2 separate regions of the Mus musculus genome follow, and region 2 is linked to region 1. A link is a contact called in public HiChIP or PLAC-seq data. All regions are on one chromosome and are shown on one strand. The core of a region is the stretch at or near the end of the contact, and the rest is flanking DNA. Distances in the headings are between cores, read along the strand shown.

Evidence for each region. HiChIP or PLAC-seq counts read pairs in DNA pulled down with a chosen protein or histone mark.
Region 2: a contact with region 1 is called in a BATF HiChIP or PLAC-seq map of CD8 T cells, with 12 read pairs. The contact joins the promoter of Anxa11 here to the enhancer-like site in region 1. A contact is called at or near these places in 2 of 15 datasets of contacts at CTCF or cohesin (CD8 T cells and the NIH/3T3 cell line), 1 of 484 Hi-C or Micro-C datasets (nephron progenitors), 7 of 115 datasets of contacts at active chromatin or transcription factors (CD8 T cells, the SCID.adh cell line, effector CD8 T cells and 2 more) and 3 of 9 other capture datasets (adipose tissue, liver and pancreatic islet).

The regions. Positions count from the first base shown.
Region 1 is chr14:25,778,802-25,782,098 of GRCm38.p6, reverse strand. No RefSeq gene overlaps it. Among named protein-coding and RNA genes, the nearest start is that of Zcchc24, 11 kb to the right of the region's middle. Within about 2 kb of position 1,363, at least 67 of the 459 cell types and tissues checked have an H3K27ac peak or open chromatin away from gene starts, as enhancers often do. A contact at or near this core is called in CD8 T cells, effector CD8 T cells, memory CD8 T cells and 1 more, where this site is marked.
Region 2 is chr14:25,840,368-25,843,616 of GRCm38.p6, reverse strand. Anxa11 (annexin A11) reads right to left here and starts at 1,462. Exons shown (of 15, transcript NM_013469.2): 1 at 1,322-1,462.

The sequences.
Region 1 (3,297 bases), core at 114-2,613:
TCCCCTACCCTTCACTGGCCTCCATGTCCCCTGGGTTCCTTGGCTCTTCTTTATGTTCCCTGGACATTTGAGACACGGTTCCACCTTGCAACCTTTGGCTTTCTGATTTCTGGCCATGGACCATCTTCCTCCTAATATTTCCAAACTGCGCCTTTCTTCACCTTTTTATTCAAGTCTTCATTTGTCAATTCTCAGAGAGGCTATTTCCAATGGCTTCATTAAAGCAATTCTTTTTTTTTTTTTTTTTTTTTTTTTGGTTTTTCGAGCAGGGTTTCTCTGTGTAGCCCTGGCTGTCCTGTAGACCAGGCTGGTCTCGAACTCAGAAATCTGTCTGTCTCTGCCTCCCAAGTGCTGGGATTAAAGGTGTGTGTCACCACTGCCTGGCTCATTAAAGCAATTCTTGACTTGACTTTTTCTTTTAGTTTGAGACAGTGATTCCTTATGTAGCCCAGGTAGGCCTTGCTTTTATTTTATTTTATTTTATTTTATTTTATTTTATTTCATTTTATTTTATTTTATTTCATTTCATTTCATTTCATTTCATTTTATTATTTTGAGAAAGGTTTTCTCTGTGTAGCCTTGGCTTCCAGGAGCTCACTCTGTAGACCAGGCTCTGAACTCAGAGATCTGCCTGCCTCTGCCTCTGCATCCTGAGTGCTGGGATTAAGCGTGTGTGCCATCACTCCTGGTTTGGGCCTTAAATTTGTGATCCACCTGCCTCAGACTCCCAAGAAGCTAAGATCAAGGCTCTTCTTCTTCCTCCCCTCCCCCCCTCCTCCTTTTCTTCCCTTGGAGACACGGTTTCAGGTGCCACAGGCTTGCCTCAAGCTCACTATGCTGCTGAGGATGACCTGGAACTGCTTATCCTTCTGTCTTCCTCAAGTGTTACAGGCCTGTACCACGGTGCCTGGATTCTGGAGGTTGAGTCGAGGGCTTTATGGATGCTGGCCCAGGATCCCACCAGCTAAGCTGTAGGCTCAACCCCCCCACCTGGACTTTTCTATCCCACTTTCTTGCTTTGCTACTCTTGATTTTTCTTAATCTAATCTCTCTTCTTTATCCTTTGATACGTTCATACATGCAATCAAGGAATGCCAATCATATCCATCCCAGCCCCTCCCCTCCCCGTACTCTGAACATGTCCCCCTCCCGGCTTCATGGCTCTTATTTTTGTTTTTAAATGACACACCAAATTCATTTCTCCTTTTTGCTTTCTTTTTTAACAGCACACGGAGGTCAGTCAGGGCTGCCTGTCAGAACGTTGACTAATCTTGTTGGCTTGATCTCGGTGGGTAGCCATAGCAGCGGTAAGCTCATGTGTGTAATGACTAGATCATGTCCGGAAGACAGCATTTTACAGCTCTTACACACTCTCCCCCCTCTCTTCCCCGCTGCTTCCTGGGTCTTGGGGGCAGGGTTGGTAGAGAGGTCCCATTTAGCGCTGAAAGCACGCAATAGTCACTGCTTTTAGCACTTTGGCCACTTATGGCTCTCTGCGCTTGTTGCTGATCACGGAAGAGAGAAGGTATTTTTGGTTTGAGGTTGAGTGTAACTTTAATTTTTTTCCAAATCCTACTTTTAATGATGGCTCTTAAACACTTCAACCTTCCTTTCAGCTCACCACCCACCAGAGGAGTGGAGAAAAAAGGGTACAGGGATAGTGACCTGTTTTGAAAGGGATCTTTGGAGCAAATCCCATCTGCATTGTCAGGAAATCAACAGTTCAGTTCACAGGAGTCATCACTGGCAGATCCATCCACTCACAAACACTTTATCCAGTTCAGTAGAGCCAGGCTAGCAGCAGTGGTGGCATTACCTAGCAGAACAGCAGGCTTCCGCCTCGGCACAAGTCAGCAGGAGGGACCAGGGCCAACAGGAATGCCAGGAAAAGTTCTCAGCTGTGCCTCTCTCAGCGAAGAGATGATCAGGAAGGCCTGAGATCCACAAGCGTCGCACAGCTAGCTCTATAAGCAAGCCAAGCTCAGTCCCTGTCACTGTCTGTTGGGTCCTTTCTATACACCTCCAAACATCACATGTTCTCCACGGGTCTGGCCTCAGCACGTGGGTCTCTCTTAGCTGACATCACTCTGCCAATCAGCCTGAGACCTTGGAAGCAGCAAGAAACTGCAGCACACCACCAGAAGGTTTTTGGTGCATTCCAATACATTCATGTCATTAGCAAAGAACCCTTCACCACATGTCCTTCCTTCCTTCCTTCCTTCCTTCCTTCCTTCCTTCCTTCCTTCCTTTCTTTCTTTTTTTTTTTTTTTTTTTCGAGACAGGGTTTCTCTGTGTAGCCCTGGCTGTCCTGGAACTCACTCTGTAGACCAGGCTGGCCTTGAACTTAGAAATCCACCTGCCTCTGCCTCCCGAGTGCTGGGATTAAAGGCGAGCGCCACCATGCCCGGCCACATGTCGTTTCACGTGCTTGCTTTAGCAGAACATCCTTTCACCTGTGTCTGCCCCAGCAAAACCCCATCCAACACAACTGACTTTACAAAGACATTTAAGTTTCCACTTTAGTTGAGGCCAGCACTATCTATCTATCTATCTATCTATCTATCTATCTATCTATCTATCTATCTATCTATCTATCATCTATCCCTTCCTATGTATGTATGTATGTATGTATGTATGTATGTATCAATCATTTATCTTTCTATCTATCCATTCATATCTATTTACCTATCCACCTCTACCTACCAATCTATCTATCTATGCATCCATCCATATACCCATCCATCCGTCGATATTTAACAACACAACCACATAGCAAGGTAACAGTTGTAGGTATTACCTTGGACCTATGACTGTCCTAGCCATAGGCATGTGGCCATGTTTATGGTACCAGGTATGAGTTCCTTCCTATGGCTCAGGTCTCACTTGGAATTAAAACCAATTACCACTATTGCATCAAAGGGTACAGCTTTCCTGACAGGTTCATAATGGAAGATGCAGGGTAATATTATTGATGGCTTTTCTCCCCCGGTGGTGTGCATAGCACATTTCAGGACTATGGAATTTAGCCAGCTATAAGGAAGTTCTCAGTTAGTTCCAGCTTGATGGCTCTGTCTTGCAACCAGAGTGTGTTTTGTGCTCAGCAATGGGCCTTACCAGTGTTCACACAGTCTAATGTGCTGTTTATCACATTTACTTACTTATAGTCTAAGTCCCTCCTGTAAAGTGGGAGCTTACAGACTTTCCTATTTTTCATTGATGGTCTTATTTCCAGCACATGGTATAAGGGCCCAGGATTTCACCGAAGAATGGTACTCCAGACTCAAATAGTATGTAAAT
Region 2 (3,249 bases), core at 213-2,712, 61 kb before region 1:
TGGCCGGTGGCACAAACCTTTAATCCCAGCACTCAGGAGGCAGAGGTCTGTATGAGTCTTGATATTGAAGTTTGGGACCAGACTGGTCTACAAAGCAAGTTCCAGGCCAGCCAATGCTAAATTGGTAGACCTTGTTTCAAAAGCAAGCAAACAAACAAACAACAACAACCCCCACCCCAAATTAACAAGACAACAAATTAACTCACACAATCCTCACAGTGAGTCTATGAAATAAGAATTATAATTACCCTCATTTTACAGTGCAGAAATTAATGAGGTATCAGGAAGGGATGGAGGAATCCGAAGTGGACACCTGTCTTAGAGCAACAGACTGTGTGGGTGAGCTCACCTTGCTTCCCCAGCTAGAGAATCCCGAGAACAGACAAAGCCTTGGGGGAACAGCCCTGTTAATCCTCCAGGAATTCCCAACAACTGACGGAAGCAAGAAAATAATGAAGGAGAATAATGGGAGCAGGCTGAGGGTGAGCAAGACACCTGGCCCTTCCCCGCAAGGATCTGGGTCCAAGTCTAGTCATCCTTTCGACAATGACACACACCGCCATCAACAAAGTTGAACAGCCCAACCCAGGGCCGCATTTGTAGCTTTCTTCCGCAATAAGGCAGCCTCGGGGCAAGGCAGCCTCGGAGCAAGCAGGGAGCAAGCTAGTTGAATCCTGTAAAGGGATCAGACAGGTAGGCTGACACTCTAGGTGTAGGGTCTGGGAAACCCAATCTCCAAGGACGCCCACTGATTAGCCGGCGGGGAGAAAAATCTCTAAAGAGAATGTGCCCAGCATGAGTTTAGCTATTCTCCCCCAGATTTGTTTGACACCTTGTACGCCTTTAGGAGACTGGCCTGAGCCCACGGGACGTCCGGGTTGCCAAGCTCAAGCAAGCGTTCTTGAAGACTCTGGAACGAGAAGCGGGGGCAGGGGCAGAGGGATCCTAGCTGGATACGCGGTAAGGAAGACAGGCAGGCAACACGGCATCTGGCACAATCGTGCATTCTCTGGACCGCTTAGGAGCCTGCCTTATATAAACCCAGGGTGGCAGGTCCAGGAACCCGCGCCCTGCAGTTCCGGAGCAAAGTTCCCAAAGACAGCTTTCTCGGCCCGCTGGGCTCCGCTCAAGCTTCTCCCGGAAGCGCACTGAGGTAAGACCTCAGTCACCCCCAAGTTCGCACACCCTGGGACCCTGCGGTCCCAGGCTCACCTGCCCTGACCCCGTTCAACTCCGGGCCTTGTCCTCGGGGGAACATTGCACCCCACGCCACGCGCGAATACCCCTCATGCGGAAGCCGCCCGCCGGGACCCTCACGCACCTGGCACCAGGGACCGGGACACTGAGCTCGGATAGCAACTCCTTCCTACTCCCGCTTTCCTGGATCCTAACCCGAGAGTGTCTGCGCACGGTCGAAGGAGGAGCCGGCAAGGCGGAAAACTCTCCGGGCGCGGCCGCGTTTGTCGCCCCGGGGCGGAGCCGCACGAGATGGGCGGAGCCTCTCTGGAGGGGCGGGGTGCGTGGGACCACGCCCACAGGTGAGGGTTGCGCTTCAGTGGTAGCTTTGTAGGAAGCCCCGAGCTTTCCGGAGCAAAGCCGCTCTAGACCTCAGGATGAGAGGACATTCTCGCGGGTGTTTATTTTCAGGAGTTTGACAGCGAAAAAAAACTTAAAACAGTCACTGTGTACGGCAGGAGGAAACTTCACAATGGAAAAAATTACCACCTCAACCAGTGACCAGGGCCAACATCAGCAGTGGTAATTTATATTGATCTTCTGTCGTGTGGTGTCTTCCTCCTGGAGACACATGACCCCATAGTAATCGTGCAGAAATATCAGACAAGCCCCAATTGAGGAACTCAGGACTGTCCAAAACTCTCAAGGTTGTCAAAACAAGAGGAGTCTGAGAAGCTGTCACATGGAGATATGAAAACTAAGTAATGTGACATCTTGGATGGGATCCTGGGAAAAGGACACTAAGTTAAAAAAAACAATGACATCTGGACCATATATAGATTTAATAACAATGCATCAATATTGGTACATCTATTGTAGCAAAAATACTAATATGTTAATAACAGGAGAAGACCCACGTTGGTTGTTTATTTAGAAAAAGGTAGTATAGTGAGTATGATTGTGTAACATTTAAAAATAAAAATTAAGTCTCTTACTCTCCCCAGCTCACATTTAGGCACCTCCTTCCAGATGTTCAACACACTTCTACGTTTGTGTTGCTTGCTGTGCTTAAGCAAATGTATTTGTTTATAAAACAGGATTGCAGTATTTTTTTTTCCCCTCACTTTATATTCGAGTGTCCTTTCAACTGACGCCCCAGGACCAACCAGGTTCTTCGGAAGACTGCACAGGATCTCCCCCCACCCCTTACGGATTCTTCACTATCTAGCTCCCACCTGGGGTACACTTCTTTCATGGCCCACTTTTGATTTGCAAACAAGCCATTTGTCATTTGCATTTTAGGAGCCCAGTGGACTGTAAGAGCCGGAAGAAGCCTGGTTGGCAGGTGTGGTCTGCTTGCTCCAGCAGATCGGAATGAGCTAGCCTGCCAGGCTACTGCCTCACAGCGGGAAACTCAGGCTTAAGGTTTCAGAGTGAATGAATAAATAAATAAATAAATAAATAAATAAATAAATAGCAGAGGAACATGATTACTCCTAGGTATGGTGAAGGAGAAGGTTTATTGTAGAGAAAAAAGAGACATAGTCAAAGGCAGACACATCTGGGAGAATCCAGAATGGTCATGACCCAGAGCCTTGTGAGGAGAGTGGGGAGGGGAAAGGAGATGGGTGAGAGAGGAGAACCAGGTACAGCAGCTAGAAGCTAAAGGTACAAAATAAAGGGGGAGGGGTAACTAAAATCATTATATTATGTAGAGAAAAGCAGCCCTGTACCGTGGCCTGCAGAGTTGTGGGTAGAAGGCAGGTTATGCCAGCCACAGGCTGTAAGGTAAGGCAGGGTATGCCAGCCACAGGCTGTAAGGTAAGGCAGGGTATGCCAGCCACAGGCTGTAAGGTAAGGACTGAGGAATTCTGAGGGTCCAGGGTTTGAAACCTAACACAAAACATCACATAGAAAACCTCCAGGCTGGAGAGATGGCTCAGAGGTTAAGAGCACTGTCTGCTCTTCCAGAGGTCATGAGTTCAATTCCCAGCAACCACATGGTGGCTCACAAGCATTTGTAATGAGGACTAGTGCCCTCTCCTGACTTGTAGGCAGGCAGAACATTTAATA